2 separate regions of the Mus musculus genome follow, and region 2 is linked to region 1. A link is a contact called in public Hi-C data. All regions are on one chromosome and are shown on one strand. The core of a region is the stretch at or near the end of the contact, and the rest is flanking DNA. Distances in the headings are between cores, read along the strand shown.

What was found. A called contact is a pair of places that touch in the nucleus more often than the background predicts.
Region 2: a Hi-C map of uterus shows a contact between it and region 1. The contact joins the promoter of Rgl1 here to the enhancer-like site in region 1. A contact is called at or near these places in 3 of 484 Hi-C or Micro-C datasets (embryonic stem cells and uterus) and 1 of 115 datasets of contacts at active chromatin or transcription factors (embryonic stem cells).

The regions. Positions count from the first base shown.
Region 1 is chr1:152,414,323-152,419,950 of GRCm38.p6, reverse strand. The region is part of intron 1 of Colgalt2 (collagen beta(1-O)galactosyltransferase 2); the gene reads right to left. Among named protein-coding and RNA genes, the nearest start is that of Colgalt2, 17 kb to the right of the region's middle. Within about 2 kb of position 2,175, at least 28 of the 459 cell types and tissues checked have an H3K27ac peak or open chromatin away from gene starts, as enhancers often do. A contact at or near this core is called in uterus, where this site is marked.
Region 2 is chr1:152,622,214-152,627,841 of GRCm38.p6, reverse strand. Rgl1 (ral guanine nucleotide dissociation stimulator,-like 1) reads left to right here and starts at 2,625. Exons shown (of 18, transcript NM_016846.4): 1 at 2,625-2,858; 2 at 3,914-4,024. The coding sequence starts at 2,832.

The DNA of each region.
Region 1 (5,628 bases), core at 926-3,425:
TACATTAATTGATATATTAGGAAATAAAAGCTGATGAACCAGGAAACAGAAAATAAATATTCAATCCAAAGAGGCTGTTTTTAACAATCAGTCTTCATGGTTTTCTGATATTATTCCTAATTTTAAAATTAAAGCCTCAAATAATCGAAAGCAATAGGGAGTTTTAAAAGAGTCCAACCATCTCCAGTTGAGGTTTGGAATTTAAGTGCGAACTGAAGCAAACCCCAAAGACACTGCTAGGTAGCCCAGAGCCGATCTGAGAGGTCTTTTTAACCCAGATATTTGTTGTGGTGTCAACTGAAGGAACAGGGGCATCGAAGGGACTGTGTTCAAATTAAGTCTGTGTGACTATGAAAAGCAGGATAGAAAGCACCACTGATTGTTATTTTATTTTATTTATAGATTTTGCTACATGGTCAAAGAAGCAAGTGGAAGGCAACCATTAGCTCACCAAAACCTCAACTGCTGCCAGCTAGGTGGTCACTGAGTCCAGCCAGCCCTCCTGGTGCTTTAGGAAAGGATACGAGTTGAGTGCAGATCTGTGTGAGGTTCGAGCTCCAATGTCAGTAAAAGAGAGAGGTCGCAGGAGGGATGCCAGGGAGTGGTGAGGGTACAGGAGTCCCGGCAGATAAGACTTTATTCACTGGCATATTCACATACAGCCAGTTACTCACTGGTATACAGCCAGTGGGCAGGCGGCTGAAAGAATATAAATTTGGAGCCAGGAAAATGATCCAGTGGATACTGTACTTCACATGCAAGGGTGAGATCCGGAGTTCCATGTAGATGCAGGCTGGATGTGGTGGCCTGCCTGTGACGCCAGCCCCCTCCAGGTCAGGGATGAGGAATTCTCCTTTCAAGCTGGCTGACTACACCAGGGAAATCAGGAGGCTTTGGGTTCAGTGAGAGATCCTGCCTCAAAGCAAACAAGCAAGCCAACAAGGAAGACAAAGAAAAATGCAGAGAAGAGACAGAGGAAGACATTAACATCTGACTTCCATACACAGGGCATGCATGCACGCATGTGTACGCACGCTCCACATGAGAACGTATCTACACACATGCACAAAGAAATACGAATATCTTTGTGGCAGTATAAATTGAAAGATTATTAAAATGTTTACTATCATCTCTTTTGTTACTAACAGGCTGCTGGTTTTGTTTTTTCTCACTGCTGGAGGTGTGCCACAGTGGAGCTTTTGGAATGGTCAAAGTGGGATCAAGGCCATGCTCAGACTAAGCTGAGAGGTGAGACAAGAGTTTGGAAGCGTGTCCTCAGAAAGACTTGTAGCCCGTCTTTTTTTGAGACAATGACATATGCAGTTCTTCTAAAAAAAATGACCTCATTTGTTAACAATTGATTATTCAGGGGTTTGGAAACGATAGTGTGTGATTTTACCACCTACTGTGAAATTAACTACAGACTGCAGCCATCCATAACCTTTACCTTCCTGGGGATCAAAGAGAAAAGGGATAAATATTTGTTTTTGAAGTTTCTGAAAACAAGAATTATCTGTCTGGACTTTTAAACATCCTAATCATTTTCTCCAAGGTGAACAGAGCACATAGCTCCCCACCCCCCGACATTTCAGATAAGAGGGTGAAAGGAGATCTAGCGTCACCAAACGCAGCCATATGGGTAAAAGAAACCAATGAAGGATAGCTTGGGAAAACAGCTCTTTGGAAACAAAAGGAAAGAGTTGGAAAGGAAAATGAAGTTAATTTCAGAGGCTAGTGAGGAGTGAAATTTAATTAATAAGAAAACTCCAAAGATTCAAAAGGAGAAATGATTTCAGAAAGTGAAATGCAGACTCGCAGGCTGTTTGCCCACTGACATCAAAGCATCAAAGTGTCTCTCTCTCAGGGAAACTATTTGCTCTTTCCCTCAGAGCCACAGGATGCCAGGCCAATTCATTATCTGCAACTTGACAGGTATTATACAGATGAGCAAAACATCAAATCTCACACACTCAGAAGAGGGACCAGGCTTCAAGAGCTGACGTTATTTCAGAGCAGAAATGGCTGTCTCCCATCTGTGGAGCCCCACGTGCTATGAGATCAGAATAAAAAACAGTCACTAAAAACATTGTCTGTTTAACACGCCTAGGCCCCAGAGTTCAGTGTTACCAAGACCTCCTAAAACATCCAGAAGCTCAAACATCTGGCACTGGCCGTAAGGACTGCAGGCAGACGGCTTACAGCTGGAGAGGGTCAGAGAAGCAGCCAAGAGCAGGGGAGCTGAGGGAGGCAGCCAGGGAACAGGGCTTTCTCAGGGCACTTCTGATAGCCCAAGGGATCTGCCTTCTCAGTCCCTGGTGTTCAGAAGTGGAAGAGTTGATTTTGGAGACCAAAGCCCACGCAGGTAAGTTAGGGTCACCAATGAGAACACCCTGAAAAAAAGAATATTCTTTTCCTTCTTTCTTTGCCTTCTCTTGCAGGATAGAGGCTCAGAATCAGAAGGTAGGGACTCCCATATCTTTCTTCTGACTTTCTTCGGTTCCTAACAGTCAGGCATTGGCAAGGAAGACAGCCTTACCCAGCTTCATGTCACAGTGACCCTTCATAGTGTTCCTACTTTGGCCTCAGAAGAGTGAGACACAGGCCGGGTTTTAGTTTAGTTTTGTTTTGTTTTGGTTTGTTTTGTTTTGGTTTGGTTTGGTTTTTTGTAAAGATTTATTTATTTATTATATGTAAGTACACTGTAGCTGTCTTCAGACACAGCAGAAGAGGGTGTCGGATCTTATTACAGATGGTTGTGAGCCACCATGTGGTTGCTGGGGTTTGAACTCGGGAGCTTCAGAAGAGCAGTCAGTGCTCTTAACCACTGAGCCACCTCTCCAACCCACAGGCCAGGTAATGGCAGCAGAGTAAAGTAAAACCTTCTCCCATGGCTCATTAGCCTCTTGGGACTGGACCTGGGTCTTCTCACCCAGTGGTTCTCAACCTTCCAATGCTGTGACCCTTTATTACAGTCCCTCATGGTGTGGTGGCCCCCAACCATAAAATTATTTCCGTTGCTACTTCATATCTGTAATTTTGCAATAGTGATGAGTTGTCATGTGTTATCGGATGATAGTAAGCAATCCCCGTGAAAGGGGGGATTATCATTCACCCCCTCAAATGGGTCGTGGCCCACAGGTTGAGAGCCACTTCTCTAACCCGTATATCTCATAAAAAAGCTACTTCCCTCACCACGGAGTGGACTGAGCAGAGTACACTGGCCTGCAGGGCTGACCAGCAGTCTTCACAGAGAACAAGCACACAAACTGTTTCCCGTCACAACTGCAGATGTCACACCTCCATTTATATCTTTACCACAGTGAAAGAGGGACCATTCTAGAGACCAGTTCTGCTTGCTTATTTTGTTTGCAATAAAAACTGTCAACTATAACGGGACATCTGCATCGTGTCCACTCACGAAGCACGTGTGTTATCCCTAGTGCTGCTGCAATGGCTTCCCCAGTTGTCAGCTCGGGAGCAGGCTGTTCTCACAACATTCTCCACACTGTGTTTCTTCTCTTCAGAGCTCTGGCTTTTGCTGCCGCTGTTGATAAAAGCTGCATTTCACTTGTGTTAAAAGGCTAAACACCCCCTTTTCCAACACAGATATGAATGATCAGTTGAGGCAAGGGGGAGCCGAGATAGGGATAACTCCAAACTAGGACGGAATTCAAATGCAAGTGCAAATAAAACGGGCATGATAGTGTGTGCCTTAAATTCCAGGACTTGGGAGGCAGGGGCAAGCAGATCTCTGAGTTCAAGGCTAGCCTGGTATATATAGCAAGTTCCAAACCAGCCAAGGCTATGTAGTGAGACCTTGTCCAGACAAAAAAAAATATGACACAAAGTTGGGTGGAGTTCAATATGTCATCTCAAGTAACATGACAAGGGGGTGAGGAATTTTGTAGTTAGGGTCTGGATGGTGGAACTACAGAAACAGAGGTGCTTGTAGCCTGCCAAAGCAAGGCAAAGCACAGTGGGAAACCTCAAAGCACAGCAGATGCAGGGCAGAGATGATGGAAGGAGATAGCACTCAGGAAATTCAACGAGACCAGAGCTGAGGGCCCTCAGACAGAGTGTTTCAGAGTGCCTCTCACTCTCTGTCAGAACTGAAATATAGATTAGACCGGCTTATAAAAACCAGAGGGTGGGGAGAGGGACTGCTGCGAGAGGCCATCTTCTGAACATGCGCGTGGCAACTAGGAAGTCAAGGCAGATGTGCGCACTGGTACTGGGTCTACAGAAGCGGGGCCATCCTGATGGTCAGTTAGCAGGAGGAAGGGATGCACCAGGCTCTGTCACATATCCTGCTGATCTGTGGATTCTTAGAGAAGGGGAAGCTCTGGACCCACTGGAGACCACTGAGCTTTGACAGTCCCAAATGCAGAAGACTCTGATTGAATTCTGGATAGTAAACACCATCCATGCTGGTAACTAAGGGAGAGAGATTTACAAAGAGGAGGGAGCTCTGGGGTAGGAAAGAAATGGGAGAGGGGAACCAAAATGTATAGTGTACACATAAGAAAATTGTAAATGAACACAATTGACTACTACTACTAAGAATAAATATCAGACCCAGTGGTTTAACTGCACATCACTGGGAAGCACAGACAAGGTGGATCATATGACTGAACTAAAGAATCTGGTAAGAGACAGGCCTCATTACATTCTAAACTAAGGATTCCTTGAGCACCATGGAGGAGTTGGGCGCTTCTTTTATGTATATGAACACATGGCAAAAATGAGGCTTGGTCCTCACAAAATGCATTCCAGAGGCATATCTATAGAGGGGACTGAGCCACCTCATATTTCCCTCAGGGACCCGGACTGAGGCACGTTCCTCCTCTCCTCAGATCAAATGCCAGCCAGCAGTTCCTTTTCCGTTAAGCACTCTTTGCATAGATTTCGTGAAAACTCTGTTGAGATTCGGAAGATAACTTAGCAGAGCCGTATCTGTATCTAGTCTTTGATGGACAGAACACCCAGCCAGGAGCAGAGCTGTCACCATCAGTCACCTGCGGACACGGACACTGTTGCAACCTGATCCTAAAATACTGAGGATCCACTGTGGCTTTCAGGCCTGGCCAATGCTTTGAAGCTGTGTCAAGACCACAGGACAAAGGCAGTACTGTTTATGCAAATCCAGAAACTCCAAAGCCATTAAAAGTAACATCAGCAATTCAATACCCAGGGATGATTAGAGGCCCTGCATCAGTCTGAAACAGAAAACCCAAAGCAAAGCTGGGCGAAGTACCAAATTCCCAGAGTCGGAAGGGAGCCTGGGCTGGTCAGAGCCTGCTGGATGTGCTTGGGAAGCCGGGCTGCATGCGGATCCCCTGGCCAAGGGGCAGCCGTCCACGCCAAGGAAGAAAGTCCTGGCCTGAAGCTGCTTCTACACCTGGTGCACAGAACGCTCCAAGAGGAATTGCCAAACGTGCCTCCGCAAGGTTGGTTGTCAGGTTGCCACATTCCTCCACAGTCATCGGGAACACATTCCATCCAAAGGAGACAACAACAGCTGTCAGGGGAGAGTCTCTGTAGCAGTAGACAGTGGGATGGAATACCATGGTCTCCTAACCAAATCCAACATTTTGAGGCTACTCTCAAAAAGATTTAAAGTTTGACTAA
Region 2 (5,628 bases), core at 1,376-3,875, 210 kb before region 1:
ATTAGGAAAGCCAATCATAATAGCACCAAGTAGAATCAGATACTTGGAAACGAACTTATTGAAAAAAAACAGAGTCAGACACCAAAGCTTCAGAAATGTTTTTTGGTGGTCTGAGTCTAGGGTAAGGTGTTTACTAGCTGAGTCAATTCACACTGATGGATAAATGGGTTATAGGCGTATGCTCCTCACGCTGTAGCTAGTACTTTAATCCAAAAACCCTAGCAAAAGGGTAATATTGATTACATTGCCTATAAGTGAAAAAATTTTTTCAGCCACAGCTTTACTTTTTTTCTTCCTGGATTAAAAGTGCTAAAGAAAAGAGGTTCACAGTTGAGTGTTCCTCTGCTCGGCTCCAGGGAGCACACTAAAGGAACAGCACAGACACTTCACTGCTAGACTTCCCCATCAGTCCCAGAGTCCCGAGCAGGCTCCAGCCCATCTTTATCCTTTTCTGTCCCCTGCAGCAGTGCACAGCATCCTGTGTTTGGGGCCTATCGCTCATTTTAAGTGAAATAGTTTAAAATAAGTGGAAAAAGCCCTTGTTGACTTCAACATTTGATAGTTCTAGATCATATAAGTCCAGCTATTTGGTTTTCATCTTTTTCTTTCCTTCGTAAAAGGATTGTGACAAAATCACACCTTCCCAGGAACAAACACAAATAATCATTCTTGGCATGTCTCTCTGGAGCTTGAATATAATTTGGAAGACATCATTTCAGATTTCTGTACATTGCAGACATGACAGCCTTTCATGGAGTTCCGGCCTACAGCTCCTAAGGGGGAAGGGCAGTAGGGAGAAAATGGAGCCTTCTGGACAGCTCTCCGTGCACTAGGTGACTTGCACATTTCTTTATTTAACCCTTTCTGAAATTCTGTGAGGTTTGTCCTACTTTGTAGCCAAGGAAGCAAATCGGAGGGAAGCCATGGAAATGTACTCTGACTTCCACTCTTAAGGCTGGGCTTGAAGGCTGGGCTTGAACTGGGTTCTGTTGTCATTCCCTTTACAGCCAGAACCCAAGTCAATAGGATGAGAAGAAGGGAGAGCTACAGCCTGAGAGGCTTGTGAGGCCCAAGCCACCTTTCCCAGGAATTTCTGGAGAAGAAACTGCTTTTGTGAAGAAGTTTTTCAACAGTCTTAAAACTTGCAGCACAGATTAGGTTACAGCGGTGGTGAAATTAACTGAAGTGTTGCTCATCTGTCCTGGGCTGCCTCTTGAGGTCTTCAGAATCACCAAGGAGACTCATCTAGGTGTGACCTGGGGCCCTGAGGCAGATAAGAAGCCTGAGGTAGGGCCGCCACATGTTTTCCCTCTGGCTCCTGGGACACTCTGTTCTGAGTACTGAGCACAGCAGAAGGAATGTGTGTGTGTGTGTGTGTGTGTGTGTGTGTGTGTGTGTGTGTGTATGTGTGTTTAATATTTAAATTATAGAAACATCCACTTTGGTTGTAAAAGATCATTCTCTCTACAGTCTTGAACTCCTGAAGCATGGGTCTTTATGAGGAGCGTTTGACTGACTTGAAGACATCCTTCAGTGTGCAGAGATCCTTTGCTTGCTTGGTGTAGCCTCTGTCATTTCTGATGCCCTTCTGGAGACATCAGTGCACTGATTGCCTAACTTTTCAGCTCATGGTATATTCAGTACTAACCAAAGCTCAGCACAGCAATCTGGAGGAGGTCCTTTTCAGTTTGACATGTGTAAAACATGACATTTTTGTAATTGGTGTGGAGTTCTGACAGGTACAGTTTGGCTACCTGACTATGGGCTATCTCTTGCTGTTGATTTATTGAAACTAGATCTTTTAAAGTGTAATGTATTGTCCCCCACAGACTATTGTGTTAAGATAAAATTCTTTTCAGCATTGTCCTTTGAAAGGCTTTCCCTACAGTGATTATCCCTCTGTGTCCCCACAGTGCACACCCCCCATGGCTACTCACAGAGGCTCCAGAAACCCCTAGGACCACTTATGGCCTCTGTCACAAACTGTCAGATCCTGCAAAACTCTCTGCTCTCACCAGCAGTAGCCAGTAAGCCTTATCAGACTGGGTGGTGGAGTTGATGCATGCCTGTAATCTCAGCACTCAAGAGACAGAGGCAGGAGGATTGCCAGAAAAGTTCTAAGTGTTCAAGGCTAGCCAGGACCACCTTTTGTTTAAAAAAAAGAAAAAAAAAGCAAGAAAGCCACAAACAAGAGTGGGCAGTAGGAACAAGTCCAGGCAGTTGCAGGTGCGGGGCAGGGTAGAGCCGCTGGGCACGGTTTTTAGATACCCAGATAGCTTTTGACTTTATCCTAATGAAAATCTTCCCCCCAAATCGAGGGGACTCTGATTTAATTGCTGTAAATTCCAAATAGCAAGCAGATCACACAAGAATCCCTAATCCCTAACAGTTTCCTTCAGTAAAGCAGACGGAGGCTGCGCACATGTCCCATGGCACACATGGTTCTATTTTGTCACCTGGTGGCCACCAGGAAACCCCGATGAAGCGGTCTACTTGAAAGCATCGTTTCCCCACCACTCTGAGCTGGAGAAACGATTGCTTGCTCCCTTGATCCGCGGGGCTTCCGAAAGGGAGAGTGCGCTCACAAGCACAAACAGGAAAGCCTGACATCACGGAGCGGCGGGGAGGAGTCTGCTGCCGCGGGCTCCCGGGCTGCCTGCTCGCTGGCCGGCGCTCCTTTGTGGCCCGGTCGCGCGCGGCGGCGGCGGCGGCAGTCGGGCAGCAAGGCGCGTGGGAAGCGCGGGGACCCGGAGCCGGGCCAGAGAGACGCCCCGACCGCCTCGGAGCAGGGCGCACCATGCAGCGTCCGTGTGCCGGAAAGAAAACTGAGAATGAAATTACTTTGGCAAGCTAAAATGGTAACGCCAGCTCCCCGCCTTCCCCTGACGCTTCTCTGCTGGGGGACTCGTCCCATCTCCCGCTTTCTCGGGCCGGGTTGTTGGAGCACTGTCTAACTGATCAGAGCCACCCGGACCCCACTCTCTAAGAGGAGCTTTCTCATTCTGCTTTGTGTCCTTCCCCTCTCTGTGCCTCTTCTCCCTAGAAACGATGCCTGTGTTCTCAGGCATCGCCTGCGGGGTGTCTGGGACAGGCAGATGCGTGTCAGGAGAGCAGAACTTGGAAAGGACAGAACTCAGTCTGGGGGAGCGGCGCCGCGCTCTGCTTCCCAGCGGCAGCCCTTTAACACAGATCCGAGGTTTAGCTGGCGACATGGCTATCCAGGGGGTCGCTGTGTAAATTTCAGTGGAAGCTGCATGAAGATGTTTTGCTTTCTCGGCACTTGCCAGAGGGGCTTTTCTTTTCTTTTCTTTTCTTTTCTTTTCTTTTCTTTTCTTTTCCTTTTTTCTTTCTGGAAATAAAAACTTTCCATACCCCACATAACTTTTTTTTGGGTTTCAAAATAGTAAGAGGAGAAAAAGAGGTACAACTTCACTTCCCAAAGAGGGCTCTTGGTATTAAAACACTTGTTTGAGGGAGTTTAACATCGACATTGCTCAAATGTTTGTGTACTTTGAGAAGTATAAACTCTTGTTTTTGCAAATGAGTTATTTTTTCCTTTCACTTAAGTGGACAGAGTTGATCAGGACTAAACCACAGTTTCCTTAAGAAGGAAAAAAAAAAACTTGAAAAGATGATTTAAGATACGTGGCTAGGTTAGGAAAAGTAACTGACCAGAGAAGGGAGAAGTCGGAGGCTCCTGATACCGCAGGAAAAGGCTGCCAGCCAAGAAAATCTCAGCCTTGCCTATTGCAGGGTGTCCTGTGTTGCTCTGTTTGGAGGATTTACTCAAAGGCTTGGAGAGCCTTTGTAAGCAGGGAAGCAGCTGGGATAGATTGTGGTTAGCCAAGGGGGAAGAAAACAACAACACACACTACGACCCTCTTTTTCTTTCTTTTTATCCTGTCCCTGGCAGAGCTCGATTCAGGACTGGGGTGAAGAGGTAGAGGAAGGAGCTGTTTACCATGTCACCCTCAAAAGAGTCCAGATTCAACAGGCGGCCAATAAAGGAGCGAGATGGCTAGGGGTGAGTAGCGCTTCCGAGATCTTGAACTTTGGAACAGTGTCTTTGCTCTTCTGTGAATATCATTATTATTTAGCCAAGGTAGCCCCCCCCATCCCCTTTTTCTCCCCCTTAGTCTTAAAAAGGAAACTGCTGATGGCCAAGTGTTTGCTCTAGCTGGACAGGTCTGTTTTAGGACTTGTGTTTTCCTAAGCATCTTCCCTAAGTCTGTCAATAATTCAGAACCTTCCGGAAACATCTTGAGGTATTTGGCAAACAGGCTGGGGGTGTTGTGGCAGAAGAGGACAGACACACAGAGACCTGGTCAGAGAGCACTACTAGCTTCTACATGTGTCATAAACCGCTGTGCCCAGAAGATAACCTTTTCTCTCTCTCCTCCTTACACAGTGATGCCAACAGCCCAGTCCCCACTCCCAGAAGTTCAGAGGCCATTCAGACCCGCTTCCTTTGAGGGGCGGCAAGGTTTCCCATTGTGACCTCCTTTCTGTAGAATGGGAGTAGACTGATATATACTTAGTCTTGGGGCTTTGCCTGTAGAGTATGGAGTCGGTGGCAGACACTCGGAAAAAATCTGCTTTCCATAAACTATTGGGGAAGGTCATGTGAGTTCTTAATTCGACCAATGAATCTTTCAACACATCCCAAATGAAGGGACTATGCAAGGCAGAGAGCCTGGCGGTGGGATCAGGAACATGTGGGAGAGTGGAGAGAGAGTAGTTACAGATGACACAGGGAGGAACATAGCGGTGTCTGAAGAGAGGCAGGACTTGTGGGTAATGGTCTTCAAAGCACTGAGGAGTGTGTGCTTGCATCGCAGCCTACTAACCTTAGTTTCAGAGCACACAGGGTTTGGAGCAGTGTTCCCAGATGAGTGCGGAGTGCACGGGGCTTCCTGGGAGGAGCGGAGGCAATATGACTTGTAAGACTCATAGTCAAAGGCAGGAAGCCAGGAGCCCTATCTTCCTTAGCCGTGGCTGCTGACATTGGATCTCCCCCAACCCCCGCATTGACCTTCTCAACCTGCCTTAAGTCAGGATTTTCCTGCCACTATGCTTGGATCAGGACACTGTTGACCGGGATGGTAAGTTGCTAGTGACATTGAAGATGTAGTCTGCAAAGTTAGGCACTTTCTCAGTGAACACTAGAGGTCTTTACTTACTGAGCAAGCACCTTACTCAGAACATGATCCTAACATTAACTGTGTTTAGACTGCTGACCAACCACTCTGTTGCTTTTGGGGGCTTTATGTATATATACAGTATTTCAATGTGATGTTGCTATGGTTTTGACCTGTGTGGCTATTTGTAAATGATTAATAAGCTCTAAACCAGTTGCCTTCAAATAGACTTTGCATTTATTGGTGTTGGGTAGCCCTGGCTGTCCTGGAACTAGCTCTGTGGACCAGGCTGGCTTCAAACTCAGAGATTCACCTCCCTCTGCCTTCTGAGTGCTGCAATTAAAGGCATGCACCACTGTGACAGGCTTTTCTACTCTTTCTAACGATGTAAAATGCTGCATGGGTGGCAGTGTTAATATTTAGCCAGATATGGTAGCAATGACTGTAGTGTGAGCAATAGAGGGGACCCTACCCCCAATAAACCGTCCTT